Linked DNA regions of Hordeum vulgare: region 1 is linked to region 2. A link is a contact called in public Hi-C data. All regions are on one chromosome and are shown on one strand. The core of a region is the stretch at or near the end of the contact, and the rest is flanking DNA. Distances in the headings are between cores, read along the strand shown.

The links. A called contact is a pair of places that touch in the nucleus more often than the background predicts.
Region 1: a Hi-C map of seedling shows a contact between it and region 2, with 3 times the contacts expected there. The contact joins the promoter of LOC123407711 here to the promoter of LOC123407403 in region 2. A contact is called at or near these places in 2 of 6 Hi-C or Micro-C datasets (leaf and seedling) and 1 of 1 datasets of contacts at active chromatin or transcription factors (embryo).

The regions. Positions count from the first base shown.
Region 1 is chr7H:621,539,295-621,546,822 of MorexV3_pseudomolecules_assembly, reverse strand. LOC123407711 (transcription factor BHLH3-like) reads right to left here and starts at 1,864. Exons shown (of 4, transcript XM_045100902.1): 1 at 1,211-1,864; 2 at 925-1,101; 3 at 622-798; 4 at 100-474. The coding sequence starts at 1,768. The coding sequence ends at 394. LOC123407712 (a long non-coding RNA gene) reads left to right here and starts at 1,978. Exons shown (of 2, transcript XR_006612663.1): 1 at 1,978-2,201; 2 at 2,301-2,537.
Region 2 is chr7H:621,409,582-621,416,339 of MorexV3_pseudomolecules_assembly, reverse strand. It overlaps LOC123407403 (serine/arginine-rich splicing factor SR45a-like), which reads right to left and starts at 5,053. Exons shown (of 7, transcript XM_045100524.1): 1 at 4,890-5,053; 2 at 4,777-4,796; 3 at 3,529-3,678; 4 at 2,752-2,860; 5 at 2,522-2,671; 6 at 1,939-1,984; 7 at 1,115-1,768. The coding sequence starts at 4,892. The coding sequence ends at 1,407. It overlaps LOC123409579 (serine/arginine-rich SC35-like splicing factor SCL30), which reads left to right and starts at 5,458. Exons shown (of 7, transcript XM_045102443.1): 1 at 5,458-5,681; 2 at 6,197-6,349; 3 at 6,468-6,545. The coding sequence starts at 5,458.

The DNA of each region.
Region 1 (7,528 bases), core at 615-3,114, 130 kb before region 2:
TTCTCTTTCTTTTGGGCCGATTTGGTACCGCGGCACAGCGACATGGGTGGGTGATAAGCACTAAACAATGGCCGGAAAAGCGCAAAAAGAGAGTGGGGATCATCGTCGTCGTCAATCAATCATCGGAAAGGCGCTCGCCGATCTTTGTTGTTGTTAACAGGAGAGAATTTTGATCACGGCGAGCGACACGGCGGCTATCGTCTGCGGAAAAAAAGGGCCTCTCCCGAATCTTTTGCCCGGCCTTTTTCGCCACTGCTGCTACCAGCTGCTAAGTGCTAATTCTACTCACTGCTACTGCTACAGCTACAGCTACTTCTACTTTATTATCCTTCCTGCTTCTCCTGCTGCTGGTCATGGTGGTCATGGTGCTGCTGCTGCTTCTTGCCCGTCTCTCTACAAGCAGCCGCCTCCGTAGCCGGCGTTCTTGAACAGCTCCTGCTTGATGGCGTCCGCGCTCATCATCTCCCTCTGCATCTGCACCCACAAAACTCCAATCAATGAGATGGAAATGGTGACCTGACCAGCTGAGGCTGAGCTGATGATGGTAGCTCAAGAAGTAGATGAATCTATCCATGTTTGCTGGTGGATGATGAAGTCATGGATGGAGGAGTTCTTGGTTACCTCGGAGCAGGATGCGTGCATGGCGAAGTCGTTGAAGCAGCTGACGACGCACTGCTGGATGTCGAGGCCGAGCGTGTCCAGGGTGCTCACCGTCGACAGCAGCAGCCCCGGCTTGGCCGCGCAGTAGATCTCCACCCGGGTGTCGCCCTCCTCCCCCTCCTTGCGCTCCACCTCGAACTGCAACCACACATCCCTCGGTCACCGCCATATTTTTCAAGCCGCAGCGGCAGCAATGGCGCAGCTCTCTGCTCCATTGGCGACACAAGCTCTCAGAAGAAGAAGATATCCTATCCCTGTACTGACCTTGGGGGTGTTCCTGGCGAGCATCTCGTTGGGGTTGAGCTCCCGGAACACGCTCAGCAGCGGCGCCGCCGCCGCCGCCGCCTCCGGTCCGTCCATCTCCTCCTGCAGCCGCCGGATCCTCTCCAGCAGCTCCTTCATGTAGTCGATGGTGTCCCCCAGGATCGACGTCCTGTCCATCTACAGACGCCCAAAATCAAGAACGACATTCAGATTTACTCCAAGTCCCAAGATTCCACGGACCACCCCTCGTTCTGCCAAGATGGATGATTTGGTGGTGTTCATTCACCTTGCTGATCTTGGGAACGACGGACCGGAGCATGGAGAGGCGGTCGTTGAGGCGCTTCCGGCGGCGGCGCTCGGCCATCAGGTTCTTGGACGGCATGCCCTCCACCCGCTTCTTCCTCGACGCCGGCGCCGCCGACATCTGGCCCTGGCCGAACGGGCCGCCGTCCGCCCCCGCCGCCAGCCCGGGCTCCACCTTGCAGGCGCCGAGGCCGGCCGTCCCCTCCGCCGCCGCCTTGGGGTCCATCGCGCCGAGGAACCCCATCTCGCCGTACCCGCCGGCGACGGCATTGGCGAAGGGCGTGGCTCCGCCGTAGACCTCGCTGAGGCAGTCGAACCCCACACCCGCCTGCTGGTGCTGTTGATGCTGCGGGTCGTAGGAGGCGGTGAAGGTGGGCAGGACGCTGACGGTGGGCTGGTGGCGGTCCTGGAAGCAGTCACCCATGGCGGCGGCCCCGCATGCCGGGGAGAAGAAGTCCCCCATGGCATTGCACTCCCACGCCGTGGCGTCCCTCCTCAGCGAGAAGAGCTCCTCCAAGAAGGCCTGCTCATCCAGCTCCATCCTCCTCCCCTCTCCTCTCCTCTTTCTTGGTGCTCCCCTTGCTTGACAGTGATGGAGATGGAGAGAGGGGGTTGGGAAGAGAAGGAGTGGTGTGTTGTGTTGGTGGCAATGGTGAGGGGGGGATTAATATATGGGGTGATGGAAGGGGGGGACAATTATTCCTTGGTAATGAATGGTGAGCAGTGGCATTAAGGTAGGCTTGGGGGGTTCCATTAGGGATGGATTGTGATTGTGATTGGATTGGAATGGAATCATGCCTTCCCTTCCCACCCTCCTTCATCCATCTGGGCTTAATCTAATCTAATGTAATCCATCCTCTAGGTCCTTCCTTGACACACGATCCAGGTTTGTAGTGTTGCGGCTTGTGAGCTAGCAGTGCTAGTACTGGTGGTGTGTGAAAAAGATGAGATAACAGTGGCAGGGGAATCAGCAGGTGTGTATGTGTGTCCTCCTTGCTTACTAACGTTAACGTAGTGGTGCTATCGAACTAGTTTCGCTTTCTTTTCTCATTACACTCATGTGCGTGCTGTAGGGAATCGGCAGAAAGGGTGATGGATGGACGGATGGATGGACGGACATGATGCGTCTGCTGGACATAAAGGCCGGGCATCATTTGCGTCCAAGAAAAAAATGCGACCAGTTGCCGTGTGTGAGCGTGTTTTTTTTTTAATTCATCCCTGGAAGAGTGCAAAGCACACGCCATGCCAAGAATATCAGATTGAGATTGCCATTTGCCATGTGTGCAATGCAAATACTACCTTTTTACCAATGTTTTCTTTAGTTGCAATGAAGAGGCCGTATGCATGGTGCTAAAGCACATGCCGGAACGTAACCCTCTTTATCTAAAAAAATACCTTTTTACAGTAGTATTGTGGATGGGGTTTAGGGGTACGTAACGAGTAGGAGGCAACGGGAAGGGTCCAAAACCGTCTTTTTTCCGGAGCGGTCGGTGATTGCACTTGCGGTCAGGCACAGACTCTGATCCCATCCATCCATCCATCGCCCAACCACGTTGAAAACGAAAAGGGTTGTTTCAACTTTCGACTCACCTCTATCATCTAAAATAATCCGAATTAATAACCCCTCATTGTCAGCACCAGTCTCTGCTGCTAATGGCCTGCTAAAAAAGAGTAAAATCCTAGTATGACGGCACCAGCTCAATTTTTTAAAATTCCTGATAGCAGACGCCAGAGTCGGATCCTGTGCGGCAGAATTCATCCTTCCATGACCATGGGTGATGATTTGTGCCTCTGCATGGAGGTTACTGCTGGGCCCTCGGTCGCAGGGGATCCTGGGCCGGGCCGGAGCGGGGCCCGTGCGGAGCGTGGCGAGGTTTGACCCGCAGCGAGTGAGCACCGTGCCGTGCCGTGCCTTTGCGGGGAGGGAGGAGGAGGAAGCAGCGGCTGTGTCACACACACACACACACCGATGCGCCGGGCCTACATGAGACGGCAACTCTGCGCCGTGGGCCCCTCCTCTGGTGAGGCCCCACGTGTCTTCCGTCGCCCCATGCCCCCCTGCCTCTGGCGATCTTTGATCCTGACGGTGGACCCGGTCCTCCACCTCGGATTATGGACCTGAAGGTGATTAGGAAGAGAGAGAGAGAGAGAGGGGCTGTTGTTAATCACAAACTGGCTTGGGCTCGTATGATTTGCAATACCTTTTTCTCTTCTTTTTTTTTTCATAGAACAAACTGCCTAGACATGTGTGTGTGAACAAGAGGCGTATGATTTGCATCGCCGACTCGATCAGAAACGGCCGTCTTCTGCAAGTCATCATCTTGATGAGGCCACCAACCCAGAGACCCAGGCAGGCAGGCCGTCACGGTTGGGGTGCTTGTGAAGTTGTGATTGTGATTGTGAGTGAGACCCATGGGCATGGCCAGCTACATGTATGGCCATGGTGATGAGCAGTCCGCATTCTTGTCCGTGTTTTCGCTCTATGTACTGTACTGCTACTCCAGCAGTCCGCATGGTTCGTGCATGTCTCCAAGTGGCTTCACAATTCAGCAGTAGTATTAGTAATTTTCTTTTGCAGGTGCAGCAGTAGTGTTATTGTTTTCTCGGTGGACACATTGGGAAGTGTGTGCTGCGTGCCAAGTTTTCTGCGGTCCAAGGAAGTTTGCTCATCAGTCACCTACCTATGATTTTGTGTGTTTACAGTGACTTCGATGAGGACATGGTATAGGAGTACTCTACTCCTACTTGTTTGTTTATACTACGAACTCTTGTGGTTTTCCTATCCACGGGGAGTTGGCGAATGGAGAGGGGAACAAGCAAGTGAGATGGCCTATGCTAATGTAAAAAGCAAGAAATACATGGTGGGGGATTTGTTTTTGAAAAGGGAATACAATAATATCAAGCATACTAATTACACTCAGCCTCTCGATCAACAAGATGCCCAAAAACATTCAGGATATATACAACCAAAAAAGAAAGGATCTTCTGCGCGGATTTGTGAAACATGATTCTACGGAATCCTTATGAATAGTACATTTAGAAAAAATACTTGGAAAAATAGCAAAAATGTTTTTGATATACATGATTCATTGGTATACTGGCGTATGAACTTTCACATAAAAATGATATACTCCAAAAACGACTTACATTATGGGATGAAGGGAATACATGGTATTCATGGATTTTTTTTTTACAAAAAAGATAAATGCTGGTGCTATTCCTTCATAAAACCTCATACGCCCAGTAGAATTGTCGACCAAGTTTGCTACCCCAAATTTCAGATATTTTTTGACCTTTTCTTGTTTCTCTTTTCAAATTAACCATTCAAATGGGTGCACGTTGAACTATATTCACCTGTGTATTTTTCATATACGTTCCATACTCCGAGACTTCAAAAAAATGGAATTATGTTTTATAATCTCCTACCTATCCAATACAAATATTTATGTTAGTCGGACCTGCTTTGCTTTTGCATTGCTGCAAGTTTCTTGTTGAGTAATACGTCCTTTCCTTATATCATCTTCACCCGGACCGGCATACTCATCCGCGTCCGTGCGGACTGCTAGATCACCGCCTAGACGCAACATTACCACCATCAACAATTGAAAATTTTAGCTCAGACACTTAGACTGACCGGCACTCTTCATATCAAACCCATGTGTGGGGTAGATATAGGGACGCACGGACACGCCCACTGCATAGCATCCAACACATCGTGCCCCATCAGATCCTACATATATTCAACCCTATCCACACTTCGGACGAAACCCTAGCTGCATTCCACTCCCCCTGACCATAAGCTCCCTTCTGGCCATCTCCGACATGAAGGTCAGCGGATCTGATTCCTTCATCTCTCGATCTAGGGACTAGGAGCTCACCCCATGCGGAACTGAGGAGGAGATAGATGTCTACATTGCGCTCCGACGCTCTCGGGAGGAGTATTCCTCCCGGCGGTCGGACTCCGTCAAGCAGGCATACATAGCGTCCGCCCAAATGATGCATGTATTCGACACTCGGCCCAAAGGATGCATATATTGCCGCTGCCACGCAGAAGGCGGTGCGTTCGTCTGACATATGAACGCCGTGGTGGATGCGTAACCGCTTCGTTGGCGCGCCTAGCCACATGTGCATAACCATTTTCGACGCAAATATGACGCGGCGTGTCCTTCGTGCGAGGCAGCGTGCACAGGAGGCCACGTGAACTCTAGCGGTGGGCATTGGCAAAAGCGTTAAATTAAAATTTTCTCCTATGTGCATGTTTCAAGTGTTGGGGAACGTCGCATGGGAAACAAATTTTTTCCTACGCGCACGAGGACCTATCATGGTAATGTCCATCTACGAGAGGGGATATTCGATCTACGTACCCTTGTAGATCGCACAGCAGAAGCGTTAAGAAACGCGGTTGATGTAGTGGAACGTCCTCACGTCCCTCGATCCGCCCCGCGAACCGTCCCGCGATCCGTCCCACGATCTAGTGCCGAACGGACGGCACCTCCGCGTTCAGCACACGTACAGCTCGACGATGATCTCGGCCTTCTTGATCCAGCAAGAGAGACGGAGAGGTAGATGAGTTCTCCGGCAGCGTGACGGCGCTCCGGAGGTTGGTGGTGATCTAATCTCAGCAGGGCTCCACCCGAGCTCCGCAGAAACGCGATCTAGAGGTAAAACCGTGGGGGTATGTGGTCGGGCTGCCGTGGCAAAAGTTGTCTCAAATCAGCCCTAAAACCTCCGTACATATAGGTGGGAGAGGGGGGCCTTGCCCTCGGGCTCAAGGAGCCCCAAGGGGTTCGGCCGAGCCAAGGGGGGGAGTCCTCCCCTTCCAAACCGAATCCAACTAGGTTTGGAAGGTGGAGTCCTTTCCCTTTTTTCCACTCCCCCCCTTTTTTTTCTTTTTCTCTTTAATTTTCTTCCTATGGCGCATAGGGCCTTCTTGGGCTGTCCCACCAGCCCACCAAGGGCTGGTGCGCCACCCCCAAGGCCTATGGGCTTCCCCGGGGTGGGTTGCCCCCCCCCCCCCTGGTGAACACCCGGAACCCATTCGTCATTCCCGGTACATTCCCGGTAACTCCGAAAACCTTCCGGTAATCAAATGAGGTCATCCTGTATATCAATCTTCGTTTCCGGACCATTCCGGAAGCCCTGGTGACGTCCGTGATCTCATCCGGGACTCCGAACAACATTCGGTAACCAACCATATAACTCAAATACGCATAAAACAACGTCGAACCTTAAGTGTGCAGACCCTGCGGGTTCGAGAACTATGTAGACATGACCCGAGAGACTCCTCGGTCAATATCCAATAGCGGGACCTGGATGCCCATATTGGATCCTACATATTCTACGAAGATCTTATCGTTTGAACCTCAGTGCCAAGGATTCATATAATCCTGTATGTCATTCCCTTTGTCCTTCGATATGTTACTTGCCTGAGATTCGATCGTCAGTATGCGCATACCTATTTCAATCTCGTTTACCGGCAAGTCTCTTTACTCGTTCCGTAATACAAGATCCCGCAAGTTACACTAAGTCACATTGCTTGCAAGGCTTGTGTGTGATGTTGTATTACCGAGTGGGCCCCGAGATACCTCTCCGTCATACGGAGTGACAAATCACAGTCTTGATCCATACTAACTCAACGAACACCTTCGGAGATACCTGTAGAGCATCTTTATAGTCACCCAGTTACGTTGCGACGTTTGATACACACAAAGCATTCCTCCGGTGTCAGTGAGTTATATGATCTCATGGTCATAGGAACAAATACTTGACACGCAGAAAACAGTAGCAACAAAATGACACGATCAACATGCTACGTCTATTAGTTTGGGTCTAGCCCATCACATGATTCTCCTAATGATGTGATCCCGTTATCAAGTAACAACACTTGCCTATGGCCAGGAAACCTTGACCATCTTTGATCAACGAGCTAGTCAACTAGAGGCTTACTAGGGACAGTGTTTTGTCTATGTATCCACACAAGTATTGTGTTTCCAATCAATACAATTATAGCATGGATAATAAACGATTATCATGAACAAAGAAATATAATAATAACTAATTATTATTGCCTCTAGGGCATATTTCCAACAGTCTCCCACTTGCACTAGAGTCAATAATCTAGTTCACATCACCATGTGATTTCAACGAATCCAACACCCATATAGTTCTGGGGTCTGATCACGTCTTGCTCGTGAGAGAGGTTTTAGTCAACGGTTCTGAAACTTTCAGATCTGTGCGTTCTTTACAAATCTTTATGTCATCTTATAGATGCTGCTACTACGTGCAATTCGGAAATGCTCCA
Region 2 (6,758 bases), core at 3,804-6,303:
GGCCGGCAAGGCTACGCCTATCGGCTGGAGGACGAGGCGGGCGTCTCTCTGGCCGGCCAGGCAACCCCTGCCGGATAGAGTCGAGGCGGTTACCTCTTCCGAGCCGGCCTGGTCCAGCCAGCCGGCTAGGAACGAGGCGGCCGTGCCCAGGCCGGCTGCCCAAGCACGCTAACCGGTCGGGGATCACAAGTCACATCAGATCGTAGGTCAGGATGAGACCTTACGATTAAAGGTAGCTACGCGTCTGCAAAGGTACTGGATCGGGGCGTCCGGCAGGTACGAGCGTCGGCGGCCACGCCGCTGACCTACCCCGGCTCTGATCCATCACCTAGCATAGTGTCGGACCGTCGCACTCCCACTCCATTACTGCACTCGGAGTGGGGAACAGTGGAGGCGGTCGTACTACCTGCCCATGACGAATCTCGTTGGACGACGCTTGACGTACAGCGCGTGCTCGGCGTCAACCTTACGCGAGAGCTTCATTGGTCAGCCGGCGGGTCCCACTGCCAATCGAGACCATGCAGCCGACGGGCCCCTCAAGCGACAAGACAAGGCTCTCATGGGCCCCTGGTCAGCCGGCGAGACTGCCAGCCGGGCCCCACTCTTGTACCCTTTATCCATATTGTAGGCCGGTGGGTTCGTCTATAAAACCCTTCGGTCACCCTCCATGCAGAGGGTCGGTCGAACAACACTTCACACCCACTAACCACATAGAGAGAGGCAGAGACGAGCCGGCTGCTCCCCTCTTTCTCCTCCCAACATAGCTCCAGTAGCAAACCTGTAATCCATTCATACACATCAAACACTCCGGCAAAACTATGGGTCTTATCTCTACGGAGAGCCTTGAATCTGGATACATCGTGCGTTCCATACTTGTACCAACCTCGTTCCGAGCATCCTCCTTTGTCGTTCCCAGCGTCCTCCTTTGTCCATTCGGTTCTCACCGACTTTAGCCTACCTATGACATATGTTTGTCATATGTTGTGAGTATTCACCTACAACGCATTCTCACACGCTACCAGCACCAGACATTCATCAAACTTAGCACCATGCTGCCGGGAATTCACACATTCATCAAACTTAGCACCATGCTGCCGGGAATTCACGATGGATATTCAGGCCATGAAGCAGAGCAACATGATTTTGAATAGTTAAAAGGATGAATCCAAATAGAACGAACATGTCTCATGGTCAAGTTAAAAACTAGGTGGAAGTACAACATTCGCATAATCCACGAATATATCGTTCCAAGACAGTACAGTACACCTTATACATAATCTAGCATATAATGGGAGGCCATGACAGTACAGCTTACACATAATCTAACATAAGGGGAGGCCCGTCACGCGCAGCATGTTATCCAACTTGACACAGGGCCTCTGCTGACGCAAAGAAACAACCACCCTTTACCTGTCATAGCCACCACCACCGGCACGGCGGCCATAGCCCCTTTCAGGCATCCGGTATGGGGAATACGGCAACGACCTAGACCGCTCCCTCCTTGCTCTGCCACCATAAGGAGGGGGAGACCTGTGGGGGGAGTAGCCCCGGCCACCCCTGCCATCATAGTAGTCTCGGGCATCCCTATGGGGTGGGGAGTAGTCGCGGGTGTCCCTGTAGGGAGGGTAGTCCCGGGTGTCCCTGTAGTCTCGGTACATGGGAGGCGGAGACCTGCGATAGCTGTTGCCGTAATAATCGTCACGACCACCATAGCCTCCTCGGCGGAATCTACCACCACGCTGCATCTCTCTACGCTCATAGCGGTGGCCTGACCAAGGAAAATTGCAAGTAAACCATAAGCTGTAATTAACCAAGCATATGCACATCATATGTACATACAGTAAGAACATGCAGAAATAGAAAAGAGCACTGAGATACGATACAAACAATTAGCAAAGATTAAAGAGCTAGACCACAAGCTTCAGCTGCTTTTAATACCTAGGTAGCTTCCAGGAGTTGGTGTCCTAGGGCGGCCTCTGCGTGACTGAAATAATTGAAACAACAATCAGTACAATATCAGGTTGAAAGCTAAGATAGGAAAATAGAAGTATCATGCTGGATTGTGTAGGAAATTATGAGTTTCCCTTACGGCGGATATACACCCTGCATTAAGGGACCAAGGAGGAAATACTTAATGAAGAGCACAAACTCCAACTAGCAGACATCCAACATTGCTATGCATATGTCACCAGACATCTTGACTAAAGTGTTGGAAATGCCCGTTGATTAGTTGATGGGGAGTTGAAGGTGAATGCTCAGGTTTAGTTGAAAATTTGCTACGTTTAGTTGTTGTGAATCTCGTGTTCCATAGTAACCCTTTGGGCTGTCCATTGATCAAGCTGTATGAGCTAAAGTTGAAATTGATGAACTCAGCATCTTGATTGCTGGCACATAGCTTGCACAATGCACAATGTCTTCTGAATAACCACCAAAAAACCTCCAGGTCAACACACATGAATAACAAGGATCGATACATCTGAACCAACAAGACGACAACCCATGTGGATGCGCAAACAATTACCTTTTCAACTGTGATGTTTCTGCCTAGCAGTTCTGACTGGTTAAGGTACTTGATGCAGCGTTCAGCATCTTCAACAGTGTCCATGGTGATGAAAGCAAATCCACGAGAAACACGTGTATGGGGTTCAAGAACAACATGACAAGAAACCACCTGACAAAGAGGGGATGTCACAACTTTGTACATCAAAGGAACAACAAATCTGCAAACATACACGAAGCCAAGTAACTAACCTTTCCTTCCTTATTGAAGTACTCTCTAAGTTCTTTATCAGTCACCCTAGAAGAAAGTCCAGTGATGTACAGAGTATTTCCATGATTAACAGCTTCAGGCTCCCGTTCCCTGGAGAATGAAAAAGATTAAGCATGTACAAATAACATATGATGAGCATGTACAAATAACATATGATGAATTACTGCTTCTGATGTTTCAAGTGAAATGTTAAAGTGTTGGTCGTTCAACTCAGTATTTTGAAGCATATGCCCCATTCAAGAAAATCTGTAAAAATATCTTGTGTTCCCTTTATCTTAAGCGTTTCAGAAAGTTTATACATTACCACACCATAAACTACTTCGTTTTCCATGGACAGAATTCCACTTTCCCATCAAAGGAGCAATTACAATCTTAGATTGCATTTCTTACACAGATATTATAATATGAGTATATGACGCCTAACTATGACAACTATTGTGTACAACTAATAGCAAGTGATTCAACTAAACACACAATATAAGCTATTATAATAGGATGACCAAATTTTATAACCATTTTATACATACTTTCATCCTACAAAACATTATATGGAATTTATGGCACGAGTGTACAAGCTATTAACATAAATTTAGCTATTATGAACACAACTCTCAACAGCACAAACATGTTGTACATGATATTGCAAGAATACATGTTAATCTTTCATTTAGTTTTAGATGTAAGAAACAGAATACGAAGAGCATATGGAGTAGATGCAGTATTAGCAAAAAAAAAAACGTGGAACAAAGAGTCCACACCTCGCAGGGCTTCGAGATCTTGACCTTGCCTGAGATCTAGGATCAGGTGATGGAGATCTAGACTGGGATTGGGCTACAGGTGATCTTGACCTTGACATTTGCTTTTGGCGTCCCTTATAAGGTGACGGGGACCTTGAGGGCCTCGTGTACCTGGAAGAAATTATCACTAGACTGTTAACTAATTATAATGAAGATATTTTCTTCCCTGACATTTGCTTATAGAATGTGCATGATGATTGGCCAAAGAGAACATAGCACACAGGATAGATAGCAGAGCACAGCCATAACCTTGGTGTAACTTTACAAGTTTATTAAAGATAACAATATGAACTGCTTATAAAATGGTCCTCGGGAATCAAACATTATTTTCAGTGTCCAATGAACTCGCTTGCCTAATGAAACACTGAGCGAACAAAATAAAGATAACCTGTTCATCCATCAGCATCAGCATCACGTAAATCCTCTTAGTTCTTGTAGCCTCTATAGGACAGATCTAGTCAACCTAGATTTGAAACAAACTAGCACAGGAGCATGGGTGTGTGTGTACATCCCCACCTCCCCAGCTGAGCTGGCTTCAGATCTGGACCCTCAATCAGACACTCACACACCGTTATACCCAGGTTTATTAGCAGCCACTTAAACTCTGAAGCTCCCTATCGGAAAACCTATAGTAGGCTAATACCATGGTGTTATCACAAACTTGCACTATCTGGAGCTATACCAGATGTCAGGTGGGCGAAACAGTGCATCCACATGTACAAGCAAATCAGGGGCTCTAACAAAGAGTAAAACCGCACGAGCTCCGTAAACCAACTAAGACGCAGAGACGGCAGCAAGCCTACTCTCACCAAGTAGAGCCTGCAACCCAGCTGAGGGTGAGAGGCAGATAGCTAGATCCGCGGCTATCTCATACTACGCAACACGCATCTAGTCAGTCAGGCAGCCAATCTCACAAACTAGTAAGTAGTAGAATCGAGCCCGAAAAGAAGAGGCGGACAACGGGATCCGCATCCTCTGATTCCCCGTGTCGCCCTGCGCCTACCAGCATCCAGAAATCAAGTAACCCCCTGCTAAACCGAAGCTAGGTCATGGCGGCATCACAACCTGGCCCGGATCAGAGCGGGCGGGCGGGAGACCGACGAACGGGAACGTATTCAAACCAGGCACCGAATCAGAGAGAGGGGGAGGGGGAGGAAGGGCGTCGAAGAGAGCGAAAGCGCGTCCGAGGAGGCATGCGCCGCCATTTACCTCCGGCGCGGGGAGTCGGCCTGCGAAGGAAAGAGGAGCAGCCGTCAGCACGGAGATCGACCGCAACGGGGGCCTCGGGAACGACAGCGGCGGGGAGGAGGGGAGGGGCTCACCATGGCGCGGGTCGGGGCGGTGACGACGGCTGCGACGGAGTCGTCGGCGACGGCGGGGCTTCCGGCGGCCGCGGCGGAGGGGAGGGGAGGGGCTAGCTAGGGTTCGGCGGCGGCTCGTCTCGCTCGCTCCTGGCCTGGGTGCGCGATGTGGTTGGGTTGGCTTGACCGTGCTCGAGCCGGAATGGGTTTCGTATCATCTTGTTGTGTGGTGGGGTGTCGGGCCGGGGTGGGAGGAGCCCCCGAGGCCCAACGGCCCAACAGGTGCTGGGCCCAGCACCATCAGGCAACAGACCTGCTCTCTGGGAAAAAAAACATGCTGTCGGGAAAATAAACAGAGCTGCTCTCGGGGGAAAAGGGGAGAAGGAAGCAGCAGTGGCAGCCGCGGAGGACTAAAGTGTTTTCTTGGCAGCAATTACCTAGTGAGTGACTACTGCATATTACTACATTTTGGGCAGTAACAGACGCTCCCGTTTTCTGGATTTTCTTGAAGGAAAATGTTTTCTTGGTTAAAATTAGGAATCTCTACTATTAAAGCAGGATGTGCCGTCGTGATGGTTCAACCTCCGCGATGGTTCGACCTCCCATCGATCGATCCCACCTCTCGGTCCCACCTCGCAAGAAAGAAAGAAAAACATCGTACGATCCACCTCCCACGTCTCCCCTCTCCTTCCTTCCCCTGACACAATCGCAGCATCGGCGGCTGCGGCGGAACCTCGCGGCGATCACTGGACTCACCCCGGCAGGTACCGTGCTCTCCTGCCTCCCCTCCTGCATCCACGTGCTCGCGAGAGCGTTCGTTCCTACGTGTACGCGAGCTTGCGCGGGCCTTCGCCAGAAACCCTAGGTCTGCGGTGCGGGCCTAGATCCCCGGCGTATCCGGCGGGTTCCTCCCGTGGCAAGCCCTTAACGTCCGCCGCGGTCCTCAGTTTTGGCTCCTCAAGGTCTCACCGAATCTTGCATTAGCGAGAGGCTCGCCACGCTGTTCACGAGTCATCACGCTGAGGAATCAGCCATGCTAGACGTGGCAACGGGTTGGTTGGTGGATGCTGCATTGTCTGGAAGTTTGATTCTTGGGATTGGAAATCATAGAAAAGTTTCCTATGCGCTAGCTTGCCTGCAAGTCCACGGGAAACTTTCAACCTCTTGCAGATTTTGCTTTGTCTTAATCAAGAAAATCCATGTGCTTTTTGTGGTGCGACCAAACAAACTATAATATTACATCATTACCTTCTTCGGTGTTTGCAATCTACGACTCTTCATGCCATAGCATCCAACACCTAACATCTTTTAACTGTATGTAATTACAGCAAAGCAATTAGGAGGTACAACCCCCAGTACCGGAGCCCCCCAAGGAGGGGATATGGTGGAGGAGGTAGAAGTCCCCCAAGGAGGGGATATGGAGGACGGAGGGAGCAGGGTTCAGGAAGCCTCTTGGTCCGCAACATCCCATTAAGCTGCAGGTAGAAAAACTGTGGCATGAATACATACGGCTTTCTTGATGACCTGCTTTTTCAAGAAAGAAGAATATTTCACTTTGCAAGGGTATTGACCTTGGTTTTGTTTTCTTAACTATGGCAGGCCGGAGGATCTTAGAGTTCCTTTTGAAAGGTTTGGTCCTGTTCGGGATGTGTACCTGCCAAAGGATTATTACACCAGGTAGGTTTTATGTATTCGCATAATTTATTTACAATTGGCAAACAACTTTTGGCCTTGTTTTCCAATGATAATATGAAATATAAAAAAGAGGACTTTGTACGCTTATCTACATGGTTGTTGCATAAGCTTGGTATAATTCCCAGCCATTTTTATGATGAAGAGATGTTGTGAGCATGTCTTTCAGATTGGTGTGATGTCGGTTTGCAACCATGT